Linked DNA regions of Mus musculus: regions 2, 3, 4, 5 and 6 are each linked to region 1. A link is a contact called in public HiCAR-type, HiChIP or PLAC-seq and promoter capture Hi-C data. All regions are on one chromosome and are shown on one strand. Each heading gives the region's core, a stretch centred on a gene start, on an enhancer-like site or on the middle of the called end of the contact. The rest is flanking DNA. Distances are from core to core; before and after follow the strand shown. Region 1 holds the start of Irak1bp1 (interleukin-1 receptor-associated kinase 1 binding protein 1). Region 2 holds the start of Senp6 (SUMO/sentrin specific peptidase 6). Region 3 overlaps Senp6 (SUMO/sentrin specific peptidase 6). Region 4 holds the start of Myo6 (myosin VI). Region 5 overlaps Myo6 (myosin VI). Region 6 overlaps Myo6 (myosin VI).

Evidence for each region. Promoter capture Hi-C pulls out the DNA fragments that hold promoters and counts their contacts. HiCAR-type assays count read pairs that join an accessible place to other places. HiChIP or PLAC-seq counts read pairs in DNA pulled down with a chosen protein or histone mark.
Region 2: a HiCAR-type map of astrocytes shows a contact between it and region 1, with 6 times the contacts expected there. The contact joins the promoter of Senp6 here to the promoter of Irak1bp1 in region 1. A contact is called at or near these places in 4 of 39 promoter capture datasets (the 3T3-L1 cell line, erythroid cells, hippocampal neurons and 1 more), 1 of 484 Hi-C or Micro-C datasets (CD4 T cells), 2 of 115 datasets of contacts at active chromatin or transcription factors (astrocytes and embryonic forebrain) and 1 of 9 other capture datasets (liver).
Region 3: a HiCAR-type map of astrocytes shows a contact between it and region 1, with 8 times the contacts expected there. The contact joins the enhancer-like site here to the promoter of Irak1bp1 in region 1. A contact is called at or near these places in 4 of 39 promoter capture datasets (cranial neural crest, erythroid cells, hippocampal neurons and 1 more) and 2 of 115 datasets of contacts at active chromatin or transcription factors (astrocytes and embryonic forebrain).
Region 4: a contact with region 1 is called in an H3K4me3 HiChIP or PLAC-seq map of embryonic forebrain, with 21 times the contacts expected there. The contact joins the promoter of Myo6 here to the promoter of Irak1bp1 in region 1. A contact is called at or near these places in 1 of 39 promoter capture datasets (pre-B cells), 1 of 484 Hi-C or Micro-C datasets (CD4 T cells) and 6 of 115 datasets of contacts at active chromatin or transcription factors (astrocytes, embryonic forebrain, forebrain and 3 more).
Region 5: a contact with region 1 is called in an H3K4me3 HiChIP or PLAC-seq map of stem cell-derived neural progenitor cells, with 28 times the contacts expected there. The contact joins the enhancer-like site here to the promoter of Irak1bp1 in region 1. A contact is called at or near these places in 3 of 39 promoter capture datasets (cranial neural crest, hippocampal neurons and pre-B cells) and 3 of 115 datasets of contacts at active chromatin or transcription factors (embryonic forebrain, large pre-B cells and stem cell-derived neural progenitor cells).
Region 6: a promoter capture Hi-C map of hippocampal neurons shows a contact between it and region 1, with 11 times the contacts expected there. The contact joins the enhancer-like site here to the promoter of Irak1bp1 in region 1. A contact is called at or near these places in 3 of 39 promoter capture datasets (cranial neural crest, hippocampal neurons and pre-B cells).

Annotation. Positions count from the first base shown.
Region 1 is chr9:82,827,921-82,832,391 of GRCm38.p6, reverse strand. Irak1bp1 (interleukin-1 receptor-associated kinase 1 binding protein 1) reads right to left here and starts at 2,586. Exons shown (of 4, transcript NM_022986.4): 1 at 2,053-2,586. The coding sequence starts at 2,364.
Region 2 is chr9:80,065,160-80,069,630 of GRCm38.p6, reverse strand. It overlaps Senp6 (SUMO/sentrin specific peptidase 6), which reads right to left and starts at 2,728. Exons shown (of 24, transcript NM_001311110.1): 1 at 2,059-2,728. The coding sequence starts at 2,107.
Region 3 is chr9:80,082,977-80,087,447 of GRCm38.p6, reverse strand. It overlaps Senp6 (SUMO/sentrin specific peptidase 6), which reads right to left. Exons shown (of 24, transcript NM_001311110.1): 2 at 1-18. Among named protein-coding and RNA genes, the nearest start is that of Senp6, 18 kb to the right of the region's middle. Within about 2 kb of position 1,942, at least 74 of the 459 cell types and tissues checked have an H3K27ac peak or open chromatin away from gene starts, as enhancers often do. A contact at or near this core is called in astrocytes, where this site is marked.
Region 4 is chr9:80,163,272-80,167,742 of GRCm38.p6, reverse strand. It overlaps Myo6 (myosin VI), which reads right to left and starts at 2,709. Exons shown (of 33, transcript NM_001039546.2): 1 at 2,514-2,709.
Region 5 is chr9:80,183,913-80,188,383 of GRCm38.p6, reverse strand. The region is part of intron 1 of Myo6 (myosin VI); the gene reads right to left. Among named protein-coding and RNA genes, the nearest start is that of Myo6, 21 kb to the right of the region's middle. Within about 2 kb of position 2,098, at least 10 of the 459 cell types and tissues checked have an H3K27ac peak or open chromatin away from gene starts, as enhancers often do. A contact at or near this core is called in stem cell-derived neural progenitor cells, where this site is marked.
Region 6 is chr9:80,215,059-80,219,529 of GRCm38.p6, reverse strand. Myo6 (myosin VI) reads right to left here. Exons shown (of 33, transcript NM_001039546.2): 2 at 1,773-1,914. The coding sequence starts at 1,889. Among named protein-coding and RNA genes, the nearest start is that of Gm27227, 48 kb to the left of the region's middle. Within about 2 kb of position 2,354, at least 21 of the 459 cell types and tissues checked have an H3K27ac peak or open chromatin away from gene starts, as enhancers often do. A contact at or near this core is called in hippocampal neurons and pre-B cells, where this site is marked.

The DNA of each region.
Region 1 (4,471 bases), core at 1,337-3,836:
TGGATTAAGCAAACACTAGTTAGAACTTTACATTTCCCCATTAGAGCGATGCTAAAACTGACTACTCTAACTTCATACAAATTCATAAACCTAAGATCTACTTAGTAATTTAGTTAACACCTTATGCATTGCTCCATTATTTTTCTTTTACTCATCCCAAAGCATTTTTTCATTGTATGTGTTATGTATATGAGCTTACTCAGATGGCAACTGCTCTGAGAGGTAAGTACATCAAGAATGACAACAGGCTGACACTTTGTATTTAAAGAAAGAAGTGAAGTATTGCATAACAGGGATTAGTGTGGAGAAGAGAATGTCAAGAATGTGATTTTGGTCTGGTTCTTGAAAACAGAAGTCATCTAGGCTAAGCGGGGTATAGAGAAGCCAGGAAGGATGAGAAAGTCTGTTTTCATCTGTCACGTGTTTAGGTTGGGAGAGGCCCTCCAAGCAGGGAAGTGCGGATTGACAACCCAGTATTCCAACGTTTGAATCACATAAGAGCTTTGTGAAGTCCATAACTTACCGTTAGAAGTACTAACATGATTTTTATACTGTTGAACAAGCTATCTATATGAGCGCTTTCCTCCATGAGCAAAAATAACCTGGAAGACTAGAGTCCTTGTGTGCCTTGCCTCGAACACTGGAGACTTGGAATGTAACTGTTGTATTTATTGTGTTTTACAAGTTACAAGTTAGATACATGGGTTCGATTATGTTCTGTGTCAATGACATAAAAAACTCATTACATTATTTAAACAGGACTGACTGCAGCAGGTTGCTTAGGAGATAGTTTTCTACATTTTAAACCTATTTTTAAAATTCGTTTACAATTTACATTTAAATTTTTTAAACTGTAACATAAGCTGGGAACCCCACCCCATCATTTCAATTATTCTGGTTTTAAATGCAACACAAATACATTTTCTTTTTAAAAATAAAGACCAGTTTTTCAAAGGTCTGACATTTCTAGGACAGAAGCAATACTAGGTTGCACTTTCACCAAATCAGAGTCACCCCTGAAAACCAGGGTTCCTGCAGCTGGGGTCTTGTTTTGTACAATGCTAACATTGAGATGGCTGTCTGTAGCTTCTAATTTTCTTTCATATTAATTATCTGAAATATGGCAAAGTTGGAAGCAATCTCGATTGTGGTTCCAGGAACAGGATTTCAAATATTTTTCTTTTAAACTCAGAGCATTATTTTATTGCCGTAAATTTGGAAAGTGGTGATATTAAAACACGCCTAAGAGTCGCTGTGTGGACATTTTTGCCCCATTCGTTAAAAGGAGGGAGGCTTAAGGTGCGACCTATTTAGTGATTTGTTCCACAGACATGTCTAGAAAGTAGAAATATTTCACCTATGACACCTACATACATTGACTTAAAAAAGTTAAAACTAAAAAGGTGGAAAATTTGGGGTAGGCGATCATTATAAACCATAAATAGATGCTAATAAGTACATTGAAGAGCCACTCCACACAAACCTTTGATTGGATGGAAGCAGTTCAGGCTCCTCACCGACCTATTTCAACATGCAGAATAAAAACTACCAAAGTGTGTGTATGGGGAGGGGGGGTGGGGGGAGGGGGGAGGAGAAGGTTCAACATTCTACTTATGCAAACATTTACATGTAATTTTTCAAAAAAACATTTCATCACTCTAATCTTAATAACAAAACCACTGTAGCAAACATCACCAGATAAAAACCTACCCAACCACGGGCGTGGTGGCGCACGCCTTTAATCCCAGCACTGGGGAGGCAGAGGCAGGCGGATTTCTGAGTTCGAGGCCAGCCTGGTCTACAAAGTGAGTCCAGGGCAGCCAGGGCTATACAGAGAAACCCTGTCTCAAAACAAAAACAAAAACAAACAAACAAAAACCCTACCCAACCTGCATTCCTGATTTCAAGTTCGCTGCGGCCCATAACGGCTTTCATCTAGATTCTAGAAGGAAAGGTCAAACATCCATTGCGCCCTAGAATGGATCCTGCGGTAACAAAGCATCCCCAAAGGTACAGAGTCACCCGCTCTGCACCCCGTCTCGGAAGTCTCACCTGAAACCCCTGCTGCTGGAGGCTCTGCGTGATGTAGTCCAGGCGGCGACACACACTCTTCTTGGCCTCGGCCGACACCTCCTTGGTGCTGCTCACTCGCACGGTCACCAGCGCTCGGTCGGGGCTGGCGGACACCTCGGCCGCGCCGCTCACGTGGACCTCACGGGCTCCGGGGTGGGCCTCCGCGACGTGGGGTCGGCGGCCGATCGGCTGCGCCTCCGCGGCCGAGATCGGATGGTTTTCCCGGCCCCGGTCAGCCCAGGGAACCAGTTCCATGAACACCCGCGATGCAGGGGCGGGTTGCAGCGACATAGCTGGGGCAGCTGTGTTGCCATAGCAACGCCAGGTTGATGGCGGGGAGTGACGTTTAGCTGCCGCGCGCTTGCTAGTCCGCGCGGAGGATGCCGGGATGGAGGCGCCGCTGCAGCGTGGAGACCGGGTTTTCCCCCAGGGAAGGAGGCCTGCACACATTTTAAATAGTTACCTCCTCATGGCCTGCAAGAACCGGAGCTGTCTGTCCTGCCCTCGCGGTCAGTGATCACGGGCCTTCCACGTGACCAGTCGTTCTTCTCCCCTCCCCCTGGGCCGCCTCCATCCCTCAGTCCGCATGGGGATGAAGGCTCTGCGTTTCCAACGTGTGTGATCCCGGTAGCCCTTTCTTCCCGAATTTCACGGTGCCGGGGCGGCCTCCTTCTTTGTGAGACTCCGGTGGTCTTACCCGCAAGTGCAAGTACTTGTTTGGTTCGTGAGGAGTTTCTCTTCAAATAAACTACGTTTTGCTCGTGAGAGTTTGGACACTATGGGGATCCTCGAGTGCGTTTTTTTCCAGGACACTGTTGATTTTTTTCCCCCACAACTGCTGTTTGTTTATTAGAGGCCCGCTGAATGTAGAGTGTTGGCATGTGGAAAGACAGAGAAAACGGGGGGGTGGGTGGGGGTGGGTGGGATGTTGTTCGTCATAGCTACAATCTTTAGAAAGAGTGTCAGTGTCAAATTCTAAATGTCTTGGAGTAATTCTGGTCTTGAGCCTGGACATCAGCGTGAGCAATGACAGGCATGTCATGTACTTGTCTGTTATAGCTTCCTCTTCCCCTTTTGGAGACAGGGTCTCAGTATGTAACCCCGACTGGCCTGGAATTTACCTTGTTGACCAGACTGACCTCGAGCTTGCAGAAATGCAAGGTTTCGACCCATTTCTTGACAGCCATTATAATGAAAAGCTGTACGTGCCCTCTCCAAGCCCTCCTATTATAGTAATTTTCCTCAGCACACCCTACTGTCTCTCTTTTCTTTCCTCTTTCCCCTTCCCCGCTTCTCCCTCTGCTCTAGAGTGCTGGGGTTCAAACCACACCTGGCCTATAGTCATTTTCTTAATGTCTTGGTGATGACAGCTCGTCTGATTCCTGTTAGAATTTTATTAACAGAATGGGAGGAGAAAACCTTGGGGGCAGGGATGTAGGAAGTAGTTTTTTATAGGAACTTGAAAAAGTCTATAGTCTTTGTGATTTTTCCTCAAATTTTTAAAAAACCAGTATTTTAATTCAATAATTTAGCTAGATCAAGTGGTAATCTCTTTGTTTGGTCCATCATTAGGTCAACATAATTGTTTAGTTTGAAACTTATTGTCAGATAAGAATTATATATATGTATATATGTGTGTATATATATATATATATATATATATATATATATATATATATAATTATAATTTAAGAACTTTCCACCATATAACCATATATGCATACAGGCATATATGCATATTTTACAACTCTAGGCAATGAAAATACCTTTTAAAATTGGAGGAATTTCTTTGTTCTTTTTGGTGGACCGCAGGGATTGAACTGAGGCCCCCAGGCTTGGGATCAAGTACCTTTGTCAGCCGAGTTGTCTCACTCTGCTAAGTCCGTTTTGGGAGACAGGATCTACTGTCACTGGCATCCAAGATAGGCTAGCTAGCCATCCAGCTCCAGACACCTTCCTGTTGGCGAGAAATGTTTTACTCTAGTAGGATATATAGTTTCAAAAATGAATTGCTGAATAAAAGATGTCATAGGAACAAACAAATAATAGAAGCTTTAAGTGTATTTCGGGTACTATAAAATTTTCAAAATAGTGGAAAAATGAGTAAGTAGTATAATTGGCTTCTGTATTGAAGAAATTGATCTGTATATTATGTTTTATACTGAGAATAAAAGTTAAAGATAAAATGAAAAAAAAGTACCTAAATGTAATTCTGAGGAATGAAAGTCTTTTTTTTTTTCTTAAGCATATTACAAATGTAGAAGCAATCATAAGGGAAAAATCTGGAAAAAAATAAGTACACCAAAAAACCTGAAAGTATGTAAGCCAAAACCAACAAGTGAGGAGGAGAGGAAATAAGGATTTGCAATAAAGGGGCCAGCATCTGGACACTTAAGAG
Region 2 (4,471 bases), core at 1,479-3,978, 2.8 Mb after region 1:
CTTTGTGGTCACCAGGCTTGTATACATTGCACATACATGCAGGCAAAGATCCAAAATAAACTAAACTAAATAAATAAATGTTCTTAAAAAGGTTTTAAAATAGTAATTTCTAAAACCCTCATATCTGTAATCCTTGAGCTGAGGCAGGAGGATTTCCAGAAGTTCAAGGCCGGACTACATAATGTGATCCTGTCTCAATTTTTTAAACAAAAAAAAGCTGGATGAGACAAGATGAAACCCAAACTTTCACATCTGTACATTTACAGTGGAGTAAATTAGAATAAACTAACAGCAATGGAAATCAGATGAACTCTCAGTGATGGCTTTGTGCTTGTATTATGCTGTGTTTCATCCACTCAGAATTTAAACTCAATTAGAAGCCCATAGAAGCCCCAAACCTACAAAAACCTACACGTATAATCATCTGCCTAGAAACTATGAACATCAGAAAACCATCTGGTGAATTTCCAATTTCCAAACAAAAACACAGGCGCTTAAGCACCGGCTACCTGCGAGCTACTACTCCTCTCTCCGCCTGTTGGCAGGGGTTCCCTACCACGGTCAAATTAGTATGGAGGTAATATGAAATGAAGTCATGAGAACATACTAGCTTTCCTTATCATAGAGGACAACCATTCCCCACGTCTTACATAAAGTCCGGTCTGCAAAGTAAAGAAAGCTGCTCCCCCCCCCCCCCCACTTCCCTATTCTCAAGTACAAAGAATAAAGAAAATTACTTTTCCTCTTAGTCTCCATTCACAACCCACTCGGTCAAGGAGTAAACAAGGCATAGCCTCCCTCCCGTTACCACTAAGAGTCTTTCTTAATTTTTTGGTTTTTTTTTTTTTTTTTTTGGTTTTTTTAGTTTTTTTTGTTTTTCGAGACAGGGTTTCTCTGTGGAGCCCTTGGCTGTCCTGGAACTCACTCTGTAGACCAGGCTGACCTCGAACTCAAAAATCCGCCTGCCTCTGCCCCCCGAGTGCTGGGATTAAAGGCGTGAGCCACCAACGCCCGGCAAGTCTTTCTTAATTTTAAACTACATTTTCTTAATTCTGTAATATTTCTAAATCATATCTTAAAGCATGGCCTGGATATATTTCATCTAGAAAACAAAATCCTGCAATTACCCCCAAAGAGTAAATATACTTAACAATTACTGAACGCGGACTTATTTTCCTAAACATATTTACAAATCCGATTACCAGGAAATTTAAAGTCGAATGAACGTTTACGTTCCCGGTTCACAACTGCAACTAAATGTACCTGTATTATGGAAGTCCCTTTACAGCCATAGGCAAAAACCAGTATCGTTATCCATTTACCACCACACCAAACCAAAATAGACCTTTTAAGCCGGCTTGGTCCACCAACTGAAATAGTTAACTCTGCTTCACAAGCGACTAAAAATGGGAACACACCCTAACTCTTTTACCTTCCCCGGCTGTCTCCAAACCGACACTTGGAAGCTCATTCTCTCTCTTTTTTTTTTTTTCCACCTCCCATACCTGCTTTACAAAGTATAAACAACCAAACACATCTCACCGGAGTTCGGGGCACCGCCGGGTCTAACCTGCACCCCGAGGGCAGCGGCTAGCCTGGGAGCTTTTAACCACAGGGCAGTGTTAACCACCACCTCTCCCCCTGCCTCCTTGGATCGGCCAGTTTCAACCAAGCTTAGGTCTGAAACTTTCCACGAACGCTTAAGAAAGACGCGGACGAAGTCTGCTCCTCACCCACTAGGCACCCATCGAGAATATGGAGGTGGGAGCGAGCCCAAGCCTTCGGCGCGCCCCTCGCAGGCCGCCCTGGGCCTCGGCTCGCTGCGCTACCACCGCGCCGCCTCGCGCCGGCCTGCCCGAGCCTTGGCCCGGGCGGACCCGAAGTCGGCGCGCCTGCAGCGCGTTCCCAGCGGGCCATCGGCCGTCCGGGCCCCCGTGGCCCCCGCGGCCCCAAGCCCACCCGGAGCAGAGAGCTGAGTATCACGGCCCGGGGGTGGGAGACACCCCGGTGTCGGCGAATTTCGCCCCCGACTCTCCCCCGAGGGAGACCCGAGCGTACCTTTCAGGAAAAGAGCCCCAGCGCTGCCACCGCTCTTGCCCGCCGCCATCTTCCTCCTTCCACGCCGCCTCCTTCTTACTCCATGGCCGACACCGGCGCGGTGCTGGCGGGGAATGGGGGCCGCGCGTCGGGAGGGTAGCAGCCGCAGGGTGGCGGGCCTCGGGCTCGACCTCCGCGAGGGGCGCTCCCCGCCGGCCGGGCCCCCCACACAAAAGCGGGCCTGACGGGAGGCGGCGAGGCCCACGGCCTGGGCTGCTTCTCCTCAGGCGCCTACCGGGGACCGTGAGCGGCGGCGGCGGCGCTTCCCGGGCCCGGCTCCCCTCGGCACACGACTCCCCATCCACCGGGCCGCGCCGGCCTCTGAGGAGCTCCCTCCGCTCCCCTCCGCCCCGCTCCGCCGCTGGCTCCGGAGGACGGAGAACGGAGCGAACGCTCACACGCCTTCTACGTCCCGGGCCGTAAAATGGCCGCAGCGGCTTGAGCCGAGCGAGGGCTCCGCGACCGTGAGGCGCCCGCGACCCCTCGCTGCTCCAGCAGTGGCCGCCGCCGCCCGCCCACCCCGCCCAGGCGTCAGAGCATCAGCCCAGGCCTCGGCGACTGTCCATGTGGACGGGGGTGGGTCTCCGCCACCGCCGCGCGTCGGTCGCCACAGCAGCCCCGCCGCCGCTCCTCCCCCACCGGCCTCCGGGCCCGCCCCGCCGCCGCCGCCGCCCCAGAGCCTCTCTCTCCCTTCGGGTCCCTGCTCGCCCCCCTCCGGGCTCGGCCGAACCCGAGCCGGGGGCTGTCGTCCTGCCGGCCTGGGGTGGCCTTGTCTGGCCGGCCTTGGCGAGGGACGAACAAAAACCCCTTCCTCGGAAGGCCCCCATGGCAGAGCCGGCCTGCGAGCGCTTGCCAGCCTGCCGGCCAGGTATTCTATTTGGTCGAGTCGCACCACAAATTCTAAAGAAACGCTCCAAGTTCTTGTCTGACCCTGAATTTAAAACGTGCCATGGGAAGGAAAAAAAAAAAAAATGAAGCCAGGTAATTGGAAAATAAAATTGTGTTCACATCCATCTTCCAAACAATGCATATATGATATGATTGAGCCAGTACACTTTGTGTGTGTGTGTGTGTGTGTGTGTGTGTGTGTGTGTGTGTGAGAGAGAGGGGGGGGGGGGAGAGAACACAGTAGACTATGATACAATTTGAGGGGCTTTTTTTTTTCTTCTTTTTTCTTACAAACCCCATGTAGTGGTGTAGGTTTTTCCCAGTCCATAAAGGGATAGAGACAGGTGGATCTCTCTGTCAGATGGAGGCCAGCCTGGTCTACAAAGGAAGAGCCTGTCTTCAAAAACAACAACAACAACAACAAATCCATGAAAAATGCAGAAAATGAAAAAAAAAAGTTACAGAAATTCAAGCCCCTTAGCTGTGTGGTCAGCTAATAAACATTTTTTTCTTTCCTTTCCTTCCTTCCTTCCTTTCTTTCTTTCTTTCTTTCTTTCTTTTTTTTTCTGGTTTTTTCAAGACAGGGTTCCTCTGTGTAGCCCTGGCTGTCCTGGAACTCAGAAACCCGCCTGCCTCTGCCTCCCAAATTCTGGGATTAAAGGTGAGCTAGCGCTACCACTGCCCGGCTACATTTTTTCTTTAAAAAAAAAAAAAAAAGTGGGTGGGGTTGGGGGGAGGGTGTTTTGCCTGCATTTAGGGTGGGAAAGCTGCTTCTTGTAGTTACTTCAGAGGCCGGAAGAGGGTACCCAGGCTAACCAAACTGCTGAATCCATTTCTCCAGCCCTTTGAGTGAAAAAGTGAAACATAAAAAACAAAAGATTCTAGGCCTTTAGGCCCAGGCTTGAGAATGTGACCTTTGTGACTCAATGCTCCATGGTATGCTAATCATAAAACAAATAGCGGCATTCCTCCAGCAACCTGCTTCCTGGGTTCAGGGCATGTTTGTTCAAAGAAAGTCACCCTGACCCACCCTGACCATTGCTGGAACCCTCTATGCAAATATGCTATTGTTAGAGGCTCCTAGAAAACTGTCTTGACTTTCCACTTAACTGGTATTTTTGGTATTTTCCAACAAAGCCCTCCCCACCCCCTTGAGTTATGGTTTCTTCCTTTAAATACCCCCTTACCCAGCTACTCTGGGCACCACGGTCCTCTACCCCTTCGTGGTGTAAGACTGTGGGCCCAAGAGTGCTCTTGAAATAAAAGTCCTTTTGCAGTTTGCATCAAGACCATTTCTCGTGAGTGATTTGGGGTATCACCTCTCCTGAGTCCAAACGTGGGGGAGTCCTCACGTTGTGGGTCTTTCATTTAGTGCATTGGCCGGGAATCGCGACCACCCCTCACACCCAGAACCGACTTGGAGGTATAGGGATCCCCCCTGGAATGTGTGTGTGCCGGCCGGTGTCTCTATTCTGAGTGTCTGTTT
Region 3 (4,471 bases), core at 693-3,192, 2.7 Mb after region 1:
ATTCTGATCTATCCAAAGCTGAAATAAAACAAACTGAAATAAGTACTCATTAACGTAACTATTAAATATAAGAAATGTGAGCATTTCCCAAACTCTATTCTAAACTGTTTTAATTTGATGTTTTTCTATTTTTAAAAACATGTGTGTCCGCTACAGAAACTTAAGTTGCTAAAATAAAAATGGGGGAGGGGCATACATATATATGAACTATGATTTTAGGAACTAGTTCCTCTAATTTTTTTCCTTCTCATGAGAACTATATTCAGATCACTATACTTGTTAGACTGAACAACCTCTGCGTTTTAACCAAAGAAAAACAAAATGAGGCCTTGTGTGTTAACAAGGTGGTTAATTTGATAACCAGAAAACTCTAGACCAGGACACCAGAGATGCTCATCAGGAAATACAGAACAAAGAGAGAAGGGAGAAATGAATGGAGCCACATGACAAAAGTCTAATTTCATAGAGCTTGAGCTAAGATGAAGTTCAGGGTCTTAGTGTTACAAGAGGTCAGACTGACCCAAACAAAGGACAGGAAAAAGAAAACTACAACTAGTTTTTTAGAAGGTACAGGGATAACTGTGATAGCTTACCCTTGGATCTAAACTTGTCAGTTGAGTACTGGGGACAAAGGGTATCTATCTACAAGTCTGGTGGGAAAGTGGAGGCTAAATGAGGAAGTGCTTACAGACACTGGCTTCAATCTCCAGCACCTTAAAGACAAACAGGCAAAGTAAAAAGATAAAGTCTGGGCTGGGCGTGGTGGCGCACGCCTTTAGTCCCAGCACTCCGGAGGCAGAGGCAGGCGGATTTCTGAGTTCAAGGCCAGTCTGGTCTACAAAGTGAGCTCCAGGACAGCCAGGGCTATACAGAGAAACCCTGTCTCGAAAAACCAAAAAAAAAAAAAAAAAAAAAAAAAAAAGATAAAGTCTATCTACCAGCTGTATCCAGCCACTGGCTACAGCCCAGGATAACCATGAATGCAGCCCAAAATTGTAAACTTACTTAAAACACTAAGTAAGTTTAAAAAAAAAAAAAAAAGATTTATTTATCATGTAAATAGGGTTCTGCCTTTATGTATGCCTGAAGTCAGTAGAGGGAACCAGACCTCACTGTACATGGTTGTGAGCTACCATGTGGTTGCTGGGATTTGAACTCAGGACCTCTGGAAGAGCAGCCAGTGCTCTTAACCTCTAAGCTATCTCTCCAGCCTGAAATCATTTTTGTAAAAAAAAACCAAACAAACAAAAAAACAAACAAACAAACAAAAAGTAACTTAATTTCATGGTTCTAAGGATGATCTCTAAAGGCAATAATTTCAGGTTAAATGTCAAAGGGCTAGGATGCATCTAAGTGTTTTTGTCTCTCCAACATTCAGATTTTCCCCCTTCCAACTTAAGGATAAATTATCATAGTTCAAATAAAAGGCAGGCAACCTGTATGTAAATCTTGGCATCTTCCCAGAGAAGAAAAAACGGAGACAAGGAGGAGGATAAAGCTATGTTGTTTGAGTTAAGTCAGCATGTAGGTCAGCCACAGGACAGAAAAGCAGCTAAGTAGCAGGGAGGCAGGCTTAAGAGAAACAGTAAGAAAGTATAAAGTCCCAGAAAGAGCCTACTTAGCTCTGGCCAGCATCCAAAACAAAGAGACAGAAAAGAAAAAGTTACACTTTCCTAGTCAAGACTCAGAAAGGCAGGCCCAGCTGAATCTCCTGAAGGATTGTAAAGACTGTCCCAAATTCAGATTTTTAAAATCCCACTCCCAATCGATTAGTGGTAAGAGAAGGAACTTTGGAGCCACAGGGCAGAATCTATAGCAATGGGATCAATCCTATAAAAGACCCAGGGAAGTTGTTTTACCCTTTACCAGGACAGACATAAGTTACTATCTGTGAGAAAGCAGGATGCTTCCAGATATTGATTCTGGATAGTCTGATTTGACTTTCAGCCCCTAGCACTGAGAAACTCATCTAGAGTTGGGTACAGTGTTGCATTCCAGTCATCCCAGCACTTGGGAGACACAGAAAAATTCCAAGTTTATGCTACAGAGAGTTTGAGCCAGTCTTAGCTACATAGTAAAGCGCCTCCCAACCCCCAAAAGTCAACAAAGACAAACTATGTAATCTGTGAAACTTTAATACAGCACCCCAAACAGACGAAGCAGAGCATTACTAATCACAAACCCTCAATTACTAAGAGTTGAGAGCAGAATTTTCATGATCTAAGGGATACAGGAGTCCATAATTAAAACAGCTTCCTTTTGTGTGACAAAGGGCCATCAGTATTTGAAAGCACTGCAAATTAGACACCCCCAGTATGTGGCCTTCTTTAGAAGTTGGCCTGTCACAAATTTGACTTACTGTGAGCACTAGTTTTAGTTGTCAACCTAATAGAATCTAGACTATTGTGAGAAGAGGTTTTGTTTGTTTGTTTGTTTGTTTGTTTTTTGAGACAGGGTTTCTCTGTATAGCCCTGGCTGTCCTGGAACTCACTTTGTAGACTCAGAGATCCGCCCGAGTGCTGGGTTAAAGGCATGCGCCACCACGCCCGGCTTGAAAAGAGTTTCAATAAGAGGTTATCTAGATTAGTTGGCCTATGGGAATATCTAGGGAGAATGGCTTGATTGTGCTAAATGAGGTGGGAAGGACCCACCCACTCTAGAGGGCACCATATCCGGTTTTGGGGTCCTGTACTATGTAAGAATGGAAAAAACAAACTGAGCATAAGCATTTTTTCTTTGTCCTTAACTGGATGTGAGCAGGTGCTTTAAGTGCCTGCTAGACCTTCTGTCCAAGCAAACCCGCCCGGACTGTGACTGTGAGCTAAGTTATAAGTTAACCCCTTTTCTCTCCTAAATTGCTTTTGTCAGCAAGCAAACTAAGCTGGGACACTTAACAAGTACAGAGGAAAAGTGTGCCTCAAGCACCCAGGCTGAAAGCCAAACTAATGTAGAGTCCATTCAAATGAGACACACAGACAGGACAGCAAGGACCCTTGTTCCTTCCGCTCGGTTTCATGAAGGGACCACCCAAAGAAGGTAGCACGGCAGTACTCAGCCACTGCTGAGAATGTCAGTAAAGACTTCAACGATAAATGCTCAAGTTTTTTTTTCCCTTTTCCATTTTTTATTAGGTATTTAGCTCATTTACATTTCCAATGCTATACCAAAAGTCCCCCATAGCCACCCACCCCCGCTCCCCTACCCACCCACTCCCCCTTTTTGGCCCTGGCGTTCCCCTGTACTGGGGCATATAAAGTTTGCGTGTCCAATGGGCCTCTCTTTCCAGTGATGGCCGACTAGGCCATCTTTTGATACATATGCAGCTAGAGTCAAGAGCTCCGGGGTACTGGTTAGGTCATAATGTTGTTCCACCTATAGGGCTGCAGATCCCTTTAGCTCCTTGGGTACTTTCTCTAGCTCCTCCATTGGGAGCCCTGTGATCCATCCATTAGCTAGCAAACACAGAAGTGGATGCTCACAGTCAGCTAATGCTCAAGTTTTTAAAACCCCAGAGACTAGAGAGAAAGCTCGGCTGTTAAAAGGACTTGCTGATCAATCATGAGGAACAGAATTTGGATCCCTGTAACCCCAAACTCCTAAGTGGGCAGAAACAGGAGGGCTGTTGGGGCTTGGTGCCTTCTAAAACTGCTGAGAAAACGCAGATACCAAGTTCAGGCAGAGACCTGGTGAACAGTGATTAAGACCTTCAACAACTTTTTCAGAACTAATGCACACACAGGAGCCATGTACAGGCACAATACACACATACAAATGTATAAGTTAGAAAAATTAAAAACACAAAACTACAGAACTGGTTATATTGAACCTATCAAATAAAGAACACATTTTCCTTAGAAAAATTTTCAAAATCATGTTATGAACATACCAAGAATTTCTTCAGAATAGGCTAGACTTGTTAACTCACACCCCCACCCACCCACCCAAATTTAAAGAGAAGAAAGAAAGAAAAGCAAAATGAACAAAAAACCCAACAATAGGCAGTGGAGAAACCCAACACACACTTGCACTCCAGTGCCAAAGGCTACATCACCAATACCTCTCATACACCATGACAGGAAAAGCTCCACAGTCCTCCACTGCCCTTCCCTAGAACCCCTAATGCCAACTCAGCCATCAAGAACAATCAGAGGAGCCTCCAAAGGACACATTCAATAAAAGACCTACTCAGAACTTCTTCCAAAAGAGATTAAAAACTGTCAAGAGACCTGAGTAAGTAGACATGGTGACACAGGCTGAGGCAGGACGGTCACTGTGAATTTGAGGCCATCCAGGTCTACAAAGTCAGTGCTATGCAGTAAGACCTGGAGAGTTAGTCAGTCAGTCAGTTTCTTTTTCTTTTTCTTTTTTTTAAAATTGGATATTTTCTTTATTTACATTTCAAATGTTATCCCTTTTCCTGGTTTCCCCTCCAAAAACTCCCTCTACCCCCCCCCCCCCTGCTTACCAACCC
Region 4 (4,471 bases), core at 1,460-3,959, 2.7 Mb after region 1:
CAGGCCTAGATATCTTAATCTTGAAGCATGTTTCCCTCCTAAGGTTAAAGCTAATTGAATAACATTTAAAAGACAGCTACTGTATTAAAGAGCAACAATCTAGCTCATTTGAAGGACAAAAACCAAAGTTCCATCCTGACCAGAAACATCATATACTGCTCAGCTACAATGAAATCAATCCAGGATTAGATTGCAGTGTTAATTCCTATAAACCCATCAAAATGAAAAGCACATAATACTTAATACATGCTGGAACCACTCCAGACGTGATGCCAAAGCATTGGGTCACTGCTCAAGGCCTTGAGAAAGAAGACAGAATTCTCAGTTCGTTCTAGACTCCATGCATGGCCTATCACAGTTTACCTAGGGTACCGACTCCTAATCTCCAGATCAGGCCTACAAAGGGCTCTCAATAGTTCACCAAGTAAACCGAAATCAAGACAACTTCTGGGCAAAGGAGGAGAGAGGCTTTGTTGTCAGAGACTTCCATGTGTACTCAGAGTCTGGACTTTGCCCCTCCAAAGCTACAAGCAAGTATTCATTCTCTGAGCCTCTGTTTTCTCCTCTATAAAAGGAAAGGCTGTCAACCTGGAATATTATTTTGTAAATCAAACCTTTAGGGGTTTTTTTTGTGTGTCACATCACTACTAAATCGCCAGCTCATAAACTGTTAACAAAGTATCTCTTTCTGGGAATCACCATTATACTGTGTGAGATTTATTCAAATTGCAATGTGTTTTTCAAATTGCAATGTTTAAATAAGATGTTCTAATATAATATATATAATAATATAAATGAAACTCCAGTACCCAGGGCCTCACACACACACACACACACACACACACACACACACACACACACGCGCGCGCACACACACACACAAGGCAAGGTCTTTACCCACTGAGTTACACTCCCAATCCTGTACCCTAAGTGGAGTTTTGAATACCAAGAGAAAGTTAAAAACTAGAGAATGGTTTTTTATGTGGAGTTCTTATGGATTTATTCAGACCTTGCATGGTGGAAATCTTTAAAACCATCTAAAGGCCTTTCAAAACCCAGATACAGTCCAGTTGTCTAAACAATAAGTGATCCACCACAGACGCCAGGCAAAGTCACAACAGGATGAGCGAGGAGCCTTCGGCTTCTCTCCGATTTCCTGGCCACTGTTATTTTAAAATTTGATCGTGTAAACAAGGGAAAATCCCTTTCGGACAAGTCCCATGGACTATAATTTGCATCTTTGTTTTTAATATGTTGTAGCTTCTATGAAAAATCATAGTTGTTCACTTTTTCTTGCTCATGTGTCTAGGTACTAAAGACCATATGTAAAATCTATACTCCACGGCTTTTTAACTGTATAATCGCAATACTCTTTTCTTAAGGGTTGTATTCTGTCCCTGCCTTTTACAAGTAACTTTTGAAAACAAATACAAAACTTGAAAGGAAGAGGGAAAAAAATGGGTAACAGATCACACACACGAAATAAAAACACTACAGGCCGACGAGCATCAGACTAAAATGACTTCTATTTATCACTGTGCCTGTTTACTCCTGTGCAACTGCAAACACAGAAAATGGGCAGACATTTAAAAGTCAATGAGCTGTTCTGAAGAACTACATTGTTTCTGGGCTTCCTCTGTCCCCCTTGTAGCATTTGTGGCCATTTCTAAAATTAATGCTAGAGAGCACTAAGGTAATTTTTTTTTCACTAAACATTTCCCAGTTGGAAAACCACAAGCCAAGATGTCTTGAAGTCGAGTTAATTTGTACAGAAATGCTGCTGTTCCGCAGCCAACCTTTGGACCATGACCACCACCAAGCTCAAGACTCAGATTTTATGGTGTTACAGCCGAGCCTCAAAGGCTGTTAAAAGTCTCAAGCTGACTAACTATATTCGAAAATCCTGCAACTGTAACACGAGAGCAAACTAAAGTTTTATTCAACACATATGAAATCGGAGCAGCGTTTGTGTAGCGCTCCAGCAGTATCTCCACATTGGGATTTAAACAGCTCTGCCCTACATACTTTATGCCGGATAAAATGTATCTTTGTGTAAAAGTTCCTGACATAGATTATCTAAGAATGGCCTTATCAAATTATTTCCTATTTTAAAATACAATCCACAGCTAGCACGTTTTAATTAGTTTAAGACGATTTGGAATTAAATAACAAAGTTATTTTCAGCAACACATCCGTAAAACTCACACTCAAAATACTAGAACGCTTAGGAACTAAAATTCCAGCTTTATAGTATGCTACCATGGTCTTCTTCGACACAGCTAAATTATTAATGGTATCAATTGATCTTTACTCTGACAACAAACTAGACTGTGTAGCTTTTTCACTGTGTTTCGAAAGGAGAAAATAAAACTATCTTGCAGTGTCGGGTGGGACTCGTCAGGTGACAGGAGCCCCGCTGGCCCGGGAAGGGGAAGCCAGAGCTCCAGTCCGCGCCGGGCAGAGCAGAGGCCAAGGCGGTGAGGACAGGCAGGCGGGCAGGCGCCCACACTCACCCGGCGAGGCAGGTGCGCGAGGGGTCGCGGCCGTGGAGAGGCTGCCGGGCTGCGGGCGCGAAGGGCAAGCGCGACACCGCGGCCGAGAGCGAGCACCGGAGACGACAGCACGACGGCGGCCGGGATACGCTTCCTGCTGGGACAGATCCCGGATCGGTCTCCACCCGCCGGCCAGAGAGCCCTGCAGAGTGCCCAGCCTGCGCACGTCACTGCTACGGAGCGCCCAAGGGGGCGGGAGGCGGGGCCGGAGGCGGGATTTTGTGGGACCGGGGCGGGGCGGCTAAAGAAAGGGCGGGTCTTCATTGGCCAGTGGGCGGGAACAGCCTAAGGGGCGGGGTCTTGGGGCAGAAGGGCTGAGAGGGGCGGGGTCCTAGGCAGCAGGACAGGGAGGACTCGCAAAGCGTAGGGTCTTGGGAATGAAGGAGCAGAGGGACGTGGCCTCAAGTCAAGGAACGCCGGGGCGGCTGTGAAGGGGAGGCCTCAAGAGCTAGGGTTGAGAGGGGCGGGACCTCATGAGGCGCCGGGGAAGGGGGTGGTTGAAGGAGTGCTGGGTAGGGGCGTGGCCTAATGGCGTGGGGCAAGAGAAGGGCGGGGCCTCAGGTTCCGACCGCATCCCTGCATCCCTGCAAGCCAAGGGCTGCAGGTAGCCCCTCATGACATTCCCTACCTCGCAGTGGTAGTTGTTTCCACTGCCACAGCGAGGGACCACAGCAAAGAGTCAGTTGAAGAAAAGTTGAGAGTGGGACAGGCGAATTGCGGAGGAACTCGCTTGTGGGGATTAAGGGTGGCACCGCAGCCCATCTAGGCTCGTGCTCCTCACCTGCCTGCGTCAACTTCCTGTTCAGCCCTTGGAGGATTGAACCACGGAAGAAAATTTTTTCTTCTCTGGCTAGCCTCCCATGCAGATATCATATTTACTTCTTACAGCCCCTGTATTTCCACCTCGCCCCCTTTGTTGTTGTTTATCTGGACTCTTGAGAGAGTCTCGGTCTGTAACCAGGCAGTCCTGGAACTCATCATGTAGCCCGCGCAAGCCTAAGAATAGTGACAATCCTTGTGGGCTGGTTTTATAGAACTGAGCCAACTGGCCCGCTTTATCTTTCCGGTTGTTTAATTTTACTGTCCTTATAAGGTCATATGTGGGTCATCTTTTTAAATTAAATATTACATTCCTATGCAAATTTGAGAGCAAACATCTCCTTTACTAGAAAAAAGAGGTTAATATGAAAACAAAATAAGGGGCTGGCAAGATAGTTCAGCCAGTGAGGGTTCTTGCAGCCCATCCTGAAGCCCAGCATGTTTCAAGGAGAGAAACAACTCCTCATATTGTACTCTGACCACTGGGCTCTGTCTAGAAGATTCCCAGAGAAGACAGGTTTCAGGAATTCAAACTGGACCTGGTGCCTCGTGCTTGTAATTCTAGCTACTCGGGAAGCTGCATGTTCAAGACCAGCATGGTCAGTTAGTAATATCCTGTTTCAGAGAGAGATGGGCTATAACTAAGTCCACGGTAGAATACTTGCCTAGCATGTGAGGCCCTGGGTTCAATCCATATCACCACAAAAAAATGGTAAGGGAAGGGTCAGGCATTCAGAGACGACCCAAATGACTTGATGAAAAAGCTACCTTCCACTGAACACATTTCAAATTCGTAAGACAGTAAGTAAAATTAGGGAAACTAAAAAAGAGGAAGGAAAACCAAGAAAGGAAGTAATTTACAGCAACCACAGAAATGTAGCTCCAAGATTGCCAAAAGAAAAATCTCAACTATATCAAAGATTGTAAAATAAACTAAAACCAGGGGCAGACTTATTTCTCAAATTCCAGTACTAAGGTGAGAGAGGGGGATAGAGGGCAAGCAGAACCCTTGGCTCACCATTGGCTCACCCTGGCCAGCCATTCTAGCAGAAAAGGAGAGCTCTGGACTCACTGAGACCCCACTACAAAAAATAAGAGGA
Region 5 (4,471 bases), core at 849-3,348, 2.6 Mb after region 1:
AACTGTTTCTTTACAGTAAGATCTAAGCAGTCAAAACGGAGATGTTTTTATAAAGATAATGACTTTATCTAAATAAGGTTACTGATGTAAGCAAAATAATGTCCACCAACAAATATGTGAACAGGAATTTTAAAATGTGAGATCAGTAAGTAAAGACACTTTGTGATGCCTGCTGACCTGAGTTTAATCCCCAGGATTTACAGTGAGAGAACGGAATCCTGCAAAATTATCCTCTGAGCTCCACACCTGCGCCATGACACTCATGCATGCACACATACATACACACGCACATTAATTAGTTAATTAATGTAATTTTAATCTGTGTAAATAATTTAAAATACATTTGGTTATATAAGGTCAGGTCTGACTATATATGTTCACCAATGTGACTATTGTAGCCCATATCTACAGGTCAGACATAAAGAACTTTTATGAACAAGTATTTTAAAAAAAGTTACAGAAATACCACATCAAGAGTTCCAGATAAAAACAGCAGAAGCAGGGGAGTGGCTCTGCAGTTAAGAACACATCATGTTCTTGGACCTGGGCTTAGTTCCTAGCACCCACACAGGAAATTCAACATGCTTCTCTAACCTCTGTGGGCACTAGTCAAGCATGTGGCACACACAGATAGATAGAGATATATATAGGCAAAACCTTTATGCATCTAGAACCCAATAAGGAAACCTGAAAAAGTAAAACAACATTTAAAATTTAAAACAATAGCAGAGCTATCCAAGTATGGTGGCTTACACCTTTAATCCCAGAACTTGGAAGACATATCTGTGAGTTTAAGGCCATCCTGATCCACAATGCAGGTTCTAAGCCAGGCAGGTCTACATAGCCTCCAAATGCGGAAATCAGGTGTAATGGCACATGGCTGTAATCCCAGCACTGCAAAAAGTCAAGGAGTCAGGAGTTCAAGACCATTCTTCGCCACATTGCCAGGGTATGCATCTACTCTAATGTTCTGATCTGAGTGTACCTTATGAATAATGTTAATAATCCTTTCATTTCCAACATGAAATATGGTCTATTTTTTTAACTCTTTCAGTAGACAACACGTTTTGATAATTACCAGTTATTACTGAAGGTTTGTTACATTCCTCAGGAGTGTTATACCAAGAGGATCGTTTGAATTTACAGTTTCAGGGGTGGGGAGATAATTGATAAGGGTTGGAATATGAGCTATTTACAAAACCTGAACCTTTTAAACATCCTGGTCACCAACAGTTTTGCTGATACTTGACAGGAAGTTTGCGGTTCTAAGAGCTTGGAGCACAGTACACGGTAGAGCACTGATTGGCACACATGACCCTGGTGGCAGCACCAGCACTGGGGAAAGCTGGGTCGTGTGGCGCAGTTCTCGGTTGCCATGCACGGGTTCCTGGTAGCGCCAAGGGCAAAGGCAAGAGCAGAAAGCAAGACGGGAAGGGAAGCAGCGACCCTACCCCACATGCTGGCATTACACAAGGACACCTAAGAAAGGGCTAACATGGTTGGGACTGAGTGTAGTACAGCCATGGCAACCCAGCACCTGTCCTCTGCCCTATGACAGCAGAAGTGTGAATTCTATTGTGCTCACATCCAGACAGTGAGTACAGAAAGTCGCTCCAAATTCTCATTTCTATTGGAGGAAAAAGTAAAGACTTTGTGTTCCCTCATTCAAAATGGGAAGATCAGGAGGGTGGACACTTGATGAGTCTGTTTTACAAGAATTATTTATTTATTTATGAGTGCATGTTTATCTATATATGAAGCACTTGAGTGTGGCTAGCAGGCTAGCAGATCTGTTATTGTTTGTAACTGTTCAGAATCTATCTTTGTATGCTATTTTCTCTTTAAATTTTAATGACAAAGAATGGTCTTATAGCTCTGAGGAATTTACATCTCTGAAGAATACATCCCAAGGTAAAAGACACTCTGTCCTGCCCTTGTTGCTCATGAATCAACTTCTTGGATCAGAAACTACACACTTTAGTAGATTCAACAAAGAACCCTTTTATTTATCTCTTCATTTCAAATTAGAGATTTTGCTATCAAAAAGAAAACCAAACAGACCCGAAATGGCAAATGCAGTGCATGCTGGCCAGCTGCACCTCAATTGTGCCTGGACTGGTCACTTTCTTTGTTGCTAGGACACAATACCCGACAAAAGGAAGGGAGGGAGGGAGGGAGCGAGGGAGGGAGGGAGGGAGGGAGGGAAGAAGGGAGGGAGGGAGGGATCGAGGGAGGGAAGGGGCTTATCTAGTTTGAGGGTCAGGTCCATCTAGGTGAGGAATTCACTGAGGCAGGAGCTTGAGGCAGCTGGTTGCATAGCAACCACAATCAGGAAGCAAAACAAGATAATCACTTGTCCTCAGCTCTGTTTTTTCTTTTTGTTTTTGTCTTTTTCCTTTTATTCAGGATGGACCCACACACACACACACTCATGGAAAGGTGTGGCTTCCCAGTCCCGTTAATATAATCCAGATAATCCCACAGGAGCATGCCAGAGGCTTGTCTCCATGGTGATTTCCCACTCCCACCCCCACCCGCCACTCCCCCACTCCCCACCCGTCTAGTTGACAAACTTAACAACCACAATAGCCATGTTGCTAAATGCCACCTACTATGTCAATCATGCAAAATATAGGAATGATTTCTTTGAAAACAACCAATAAACATTGCTTTGGGGTTTTTAAGTTGAAAGATACAAAACATGTGGAGAAAGTGTCTGTCATGTGTTCAAATGAGCAGACCATAGCTGTTTGAACCTATCTAAAAGTTGCCGAGAAAGTGGAGCAGACAGATGAGACACATACCAGTATGATCCTCTCAGCAGACCAGACGGACTCATGAGTGTAGGCCCCATTAAAGGAATTCTTCTATAAGGAACTGTCTGTAAGGACAAACACTGCAACTTGAATGCATGTGCTTTGTAACTTCTTATCGACATTGACTTCATTTTGTTTGATTGGTTGGTTTTTTGTTTTGAGGTTTTTTGGGTTTTGGGAAATTTTTTTTATTTTTGGTTTTTGGTTTTTCGTATTGGGGGGTTGGTAGGATTTTGTTTGGTTTGGTTTGGGTTGGATTGGGTTGGGTTGAATTTGGGGTTTGGTTTTTGTTTTGTTTTGTTTTGTTTTGTTTCTTTTGTTTGTTGGTTTGTTTTGTTTTCTGAGACAGAGACTCAAGTGTGTGGCTCAAGGTGGCCTGGAACTCATAGAAGATAAGCCTGTGTCTGGCTCCCAAGTGCAGGGAGTACAGTTGTGTGGCACCCCCAAGCCTGGCTTCCACCTATCTCCTAAGGAATGCCATCTATGCTATCTTGTCAACAACACTAGACCCCTATCATGCATCAAGACTCAGCTGACTTGTAAGTTTGACATCAAATAATCTGTAAAGTTAAACCCATGAAAACCAGCCATTTTTCAATTATGCTACCAACAGTTATCAAAAAACGTTTATAAAACACAAGGTAAGCCGGGCGTGGTGGCGTACGCCTTTAATCCCAGCACTCGGGAAGCAGAGGCAGGCGGATTTCTGAGTTCCAGGCCAGCCTGCTCTAAGAAGTGAGTTCCAAGACAGCCAGGGCTATACAGAGAAGCCCTGTCTCGAAAAACCAAAAAAAGCAAGGTATAGGGATACTTTACAAGATAAATTATGACATACAAACAAAAATACATAAACCTTTACCAACATGAAAAAGAAAATTATTTATGTCTTCAAATATATCTCTCTACAGCATTTATGATGATCTACTGCAAAGTATCTCATATATTGTAGAGTAATCCTTTGCTTTTACCCTTTGCTCATTCCCAAAGTCAATCCTTTGACAGTCTAAATAATTGATTTATATAGCTATAAGGAGACTCTACTTTTTAAAATAAAGAAAAATTTTCATAATCAATTCATATCCAACTAGACCACATTACTGAAATCATATATTCTAAAACTAAAGATTTTTTTAAAAGGCCAAGCCTGGTGGTTGGTGCACATCTTATTCCCAGCACTCAGCCTGCAGGAGCAGCTGGCTCTCCGGCCTGGCCAATTATTCTCCACAGAAAGCTCGAGGGCCAGCCAAGGGTAATGAACATGGTCCTGCCTCAAAGAGAAACAACAACAGAAAGCACACAAGGCAGCAGTCTGCCTGCCTTTTCGTAGCAGATATACATAATATACATATATAGGCTGACAATAGCATGGTTGAGCAAGTAAATTCACCTCTTTTGATGAAAAGCGATTCCATCCGATTTTTAGGGATGGGACTTATAAATCATGTTATTCTTTTCAATTAATGTTTGCTTTCAGGCATGATTACATCTCCCAAAAGATGATGTCTATTCTTACCAGGGTGCACTCTGAGGTCTTCTAAAACAAAGGTTATGCACTAAAAATGTACTACATTGGAATAAAGTCATCCTTATTCATTTTAGTTTGTATGTATGTATGTATGTATGTATGTATGTATGTATGTATGTATATTTGTATG
Region 6 (4,471 bases), core at 1,105-3,604, 2.6 Mb after region 1:
TAACGCCATAGAACTCTATAAACATTGTCACAGCCATAGCAACAGAGGGAGGGCTTGGTCCTGGCCTGGCAGGAGCTAGAGCCAATGAGAAAAACTCCAGATGAGGAACGAATGCTGCAGAGGAGGGGCAACCAAGTCTCTTAAATACCCAAAAATAATTTAATTAAACTACACTTCTACAGGTCTCCATCTGTGCCTGATCAACAGTAATATGACATAGATCAGAGCACACTGAGATAGGTAAATACTTTACAAAAGCACATCCCCTCAAATTGAGTTTAGTTTACTCTTGAGCTGAATTATTCTGTCACCTACAGATGTGACAGACCACAAGAGAACAGAAGTACTCAGGAGGTACAGCCCTTGATTCACTCCTGCCTTTTAGCTTGCTGTGCTTATAAAACATGTTAAAGCAAAAGGGAAAGCTTTCAAAATGTATTGTGTGTGAACTCTTAAAAACTCATTTGTTAGCTATGCAGTGCACTGTGAGCACATGCAGGCACCGCTAACGAAGGAAGGCAAGAACACTGTCTTTTCCTTTCCTGAAGGCATCTTTAATTGGCCTCCCTAACATGGCCCAGTATATATTACGCGTTCCAGTTCCTGGGTTGTTTACAGTAACAGAACAGTGTTCTCTCTAAAAAGAATCTCATGAGAGATCCATCTTGTTTTTCTAAGGGTCCCAGAAGGATGGCAGTCATATGGCATGAGTTAAGCACGTATCAGTAGAATATAAATTATTCATGGAGACTTGCAGAGTCTGAAGGAAACAGAAATTACATCCGTACATTTAGTCAGAAGAAATGTCTAATAGGATTATTTGTTAAGCTTAAAACTGTGAGGTTGCAGTACCAAAAAGACCCACCCTTGTGAAGGCTGGAAGAAAGATGGATGTCTACATTGGAGGCCCTGATTGTAACAACTCCTGGTCAGTTTCCCCAGATTCCACTTAGTCTATGTCTAAAATTTTTAAAAAATATGTAAATATTAAGTGTATAGAATTAAAGCATATTTATATTATTATCATAAAAAGATATGGGGGAGTTTTAAGACTCAAATATCTGGGGCTGGAGAGATGGTTCAGCTGTTAAGAGCACTGATTGCTCTTCCAGAGGACGCAGGTTCAAATCCCAGTACCCGAGTGGCAGCTCACAACTGTCTATAACTCCAAGATCTGACACCTTCACACAGACATCCATGCAGTCAAAACACTAACACATATAGAATAAAAATTTAAAAATAAAACGCAAAGCACAAAAACAACAAAAAGTTATTTACCCCAATCCCACAGTATATAAGTTTAAGTAAATGAGTAAGTTTAAGTAAACAAAAAAGGAAGAAAGAAAGACAGACAGACAGAGAGAGAGAAAGAGAAAGAAAGAAAAAGAGAAGAAAAGGAGAATTGAAGCCCCCTGGAAGAACTTGACATCACAGCAGCAATCACATGATTACTTTGTAACACACTGAGGACATTACAGCTAAGCAGGTGATTCGAATAGTGTAGCATATGGAATAAAACTGCTGCCACTGACTGTATTTTTATCACCCAACTTAGAATGCTAGGTTTCTGATTATCACAGGCTTGTATTTCATCATAGTACACAGGTCCCATTTAATCAAGGAAGTCATCTCAAAACTTCATTTACATTACCAGACATCTGCCTCCTCCACTATGGCAGGAATATTTTTTCATTTTTACCTTTCTTGGGGAAAATGTGTGTGTGTGTGTGTGTGTGTGTGTGTGTGTGTGTGTGTGTGTGTGTGAAACTCACCTTGCCTTTTTGGTTCAAAGGTTCAATTGTTAAGCTGTCAGGGCCAATATCCACAATATTGCCCATCTGAAATCCATCTGTGGGGTGGGGTGCCCAAACGGGCTTTCCATCTTCCATTTTGAAGGAGGTTATCCACTATCTCCTGTTCAAAAGAACAAATAAAACAACATGAATAATGGTGGAAACTGCTTCAAATTCTATCTCCTTTACCCGTGCACATATAAATCTCAAGTTACAAAAACACCTCCTGCGGGTGACCTCAGCCTTCTCCCCCCCCCCCAATTGTGCTCACTACCTCTTGCTCCTCTAGCCACCTTAGAGAAGGAAGGCAGAGAGAGGCTGCTCCACCCTCAAGAAGTCCTATGAACTCCCTGCTCTTGAGTACAGAGTGTGGGAATGGAAACCCTCACGGCTTCCACCTGTTCCCCTAAGGGAATTTAGAATACCACCGCAAGCGATCTGTTACTCAGTCGTCTTGTTGGAATAGATATTTATGGCACACAGATAGCAGCATGTAAAAAAGGATTCATTCTGAAGCGATGAGGCAGGGCAGGAGGCTTCCTGTGAGTTCCCTGAGCCTGGGGCTGGAGGCTTCCTGTGAGTTCCCCAAGCCTGAGACGGCAGGCATGGACTACTCCCCAGCAACTGCTCAGCCTATGTTTTCATTTTCTTACTTTTGCTGCTGATTTGAAACTCACAGTGAAGTGAGCAAATCTAAGTATGCAAGTTAATGAGCTGGGACAGATGAATGCACTGTCTACGAAGCACCGTCCTCGGTTCACAGAGCATCTCAGTGCCGCTGCCATTCCCACGCCTCCCTTTGCCCGGGCATCATCTCCACGGTCCTCGGATTTTTTCTGTTGAACTTTATATAAATGAGATCATACAGTCTGCGTTCTTTGGTGTCTGGCTTCCTTCATTTAAAAAGCATTTTATATTCAGCACAGCCAACTGTACTGCCGTGTGTGAGTCTACAGGGCCAGGCATTGTTTACCTGCTGTCTTACATTTGAATGGTTTCCAGGTAGCACCCACTGGGGACGTCCCATTTTCAACTGTTCCTAGGAGGCTTCCTTCGCTCTTGGCATCCTGAGATGCTAACATTTATAATTCTGTCTACTGAGTAGCCCAAAGGGCCCAAGCTATCCAAAATGCTTTGTTTTAAGGAGTGTCTATAAGACTAATGCATGATTCCATTTGCAAGTCAAACCGAGATGTTCTACTTTCAGTATCTCAATGGGAACCTAATTCTTTCACTAGTCACCTGTATCTAAAGAGCAGATGGTCATGTGCCACACTGATCTATTTGTGGGCCTAGGAGCTCCACTGAAGTTCCCCATGTGGACTCTTAGCTGTAGTCCCTAAGAGTCTCTTAGAGACACGTAGTCCAGTTGAAAGCTGCTAAGGTGTTGTCATCTTGCAGGGTGCATGGTGGTTAATATTTCCTATGCTAGGCTATAGAATGAACTACTTTCCCAACATAGGAAGGCCTCAAATCTAACTTAACAACTAAGATGAAGATTCTCTGTAGAAGGTGAGTCTGTAACAGTGCCTTTGGCTTGCCTATACACGTGTCTGCTTTCCCTAGATGAAGGAAGCGCCTGTGGCTTCATATATCATTTATATGTGAGTGATACTCAACGTTGTCTTACAGTCCCCATAGGGTTCTCAGGTGTTTACCAGCCTAGTGGAACCAAACAAAACTAACACATACATTATTGTTACCATTATTCTGGTCTGCATCCTGCCTTGTTCTTCCACAAATTAGTAAAGGCAGAAACATGCAAATCACACCTGAAGTCATCCTCAAATCTTCTGGCACCTTCCAAGCTCTTATCGCCCTTGATTATACCAACCCTCGGTCTCACAGGCATCTCAGATCCACCCACTCTTCTGCAAACCAGCAGCGCTTTTACCAAGGCTTCTACAGTATACTGTATACCTGCTTCTACTCTTGGATTCCTCGGGTCAGGACTAATCCTGCTGAAGCACCCATCTCATTGTGCCACTGTAATTCCATCAGGGCACAGACCATTGACTGCTTGCTCCTAAGGCCCAGCATGATATACACAACTTGACAGTCACTGGTGCATGAATGAACTGCTCATACCATCCAGGAGAGTAAGAGGAGACGGGAGACTAGAAAGAGTTGAATTCTCTTAAAAACCAAGGCCTGAAACTCAGACTGCTCTAAGCAGGTTGCATCCCTGATCTTGTCTTTACCCTTATCTCTGTGGTGGGATAGTGTCGCTTACCTTACAGAATCACTGAGGGGATCAAGTGACATAAAATTGAGATCACCATTCTAATAGACGATAGTCACACCTCCCACCCCTCCCCACAGCCTCTCTCTCGTTGGGAACCACTAATAATTTGAAGGCAATGTTCTATACACATAGACAAATGGCACAGTAGACACTAGTGATCACTTTAAAAAGGACTAATTATCCTTTTTAAAAATTGGAAAAGCAACAAAGTCACACCACAAAGGAACCCCTCCCCCCAATCCAAAAATGGAATGGCGAATTGAACGATTCAGATCACTTTCTCAATTTAAACCGTGCTACGACTCTGAAGTGAAGATGGAATTCTGAGTTCAAGGCACATATTTAACCTCGCTCCTTCATCACAGCCCTAAACCTACAGGAAAGTGATTCCTAGAAAAATCTTTCAGGGCTGCTGAGACATCTCAGTAAATAA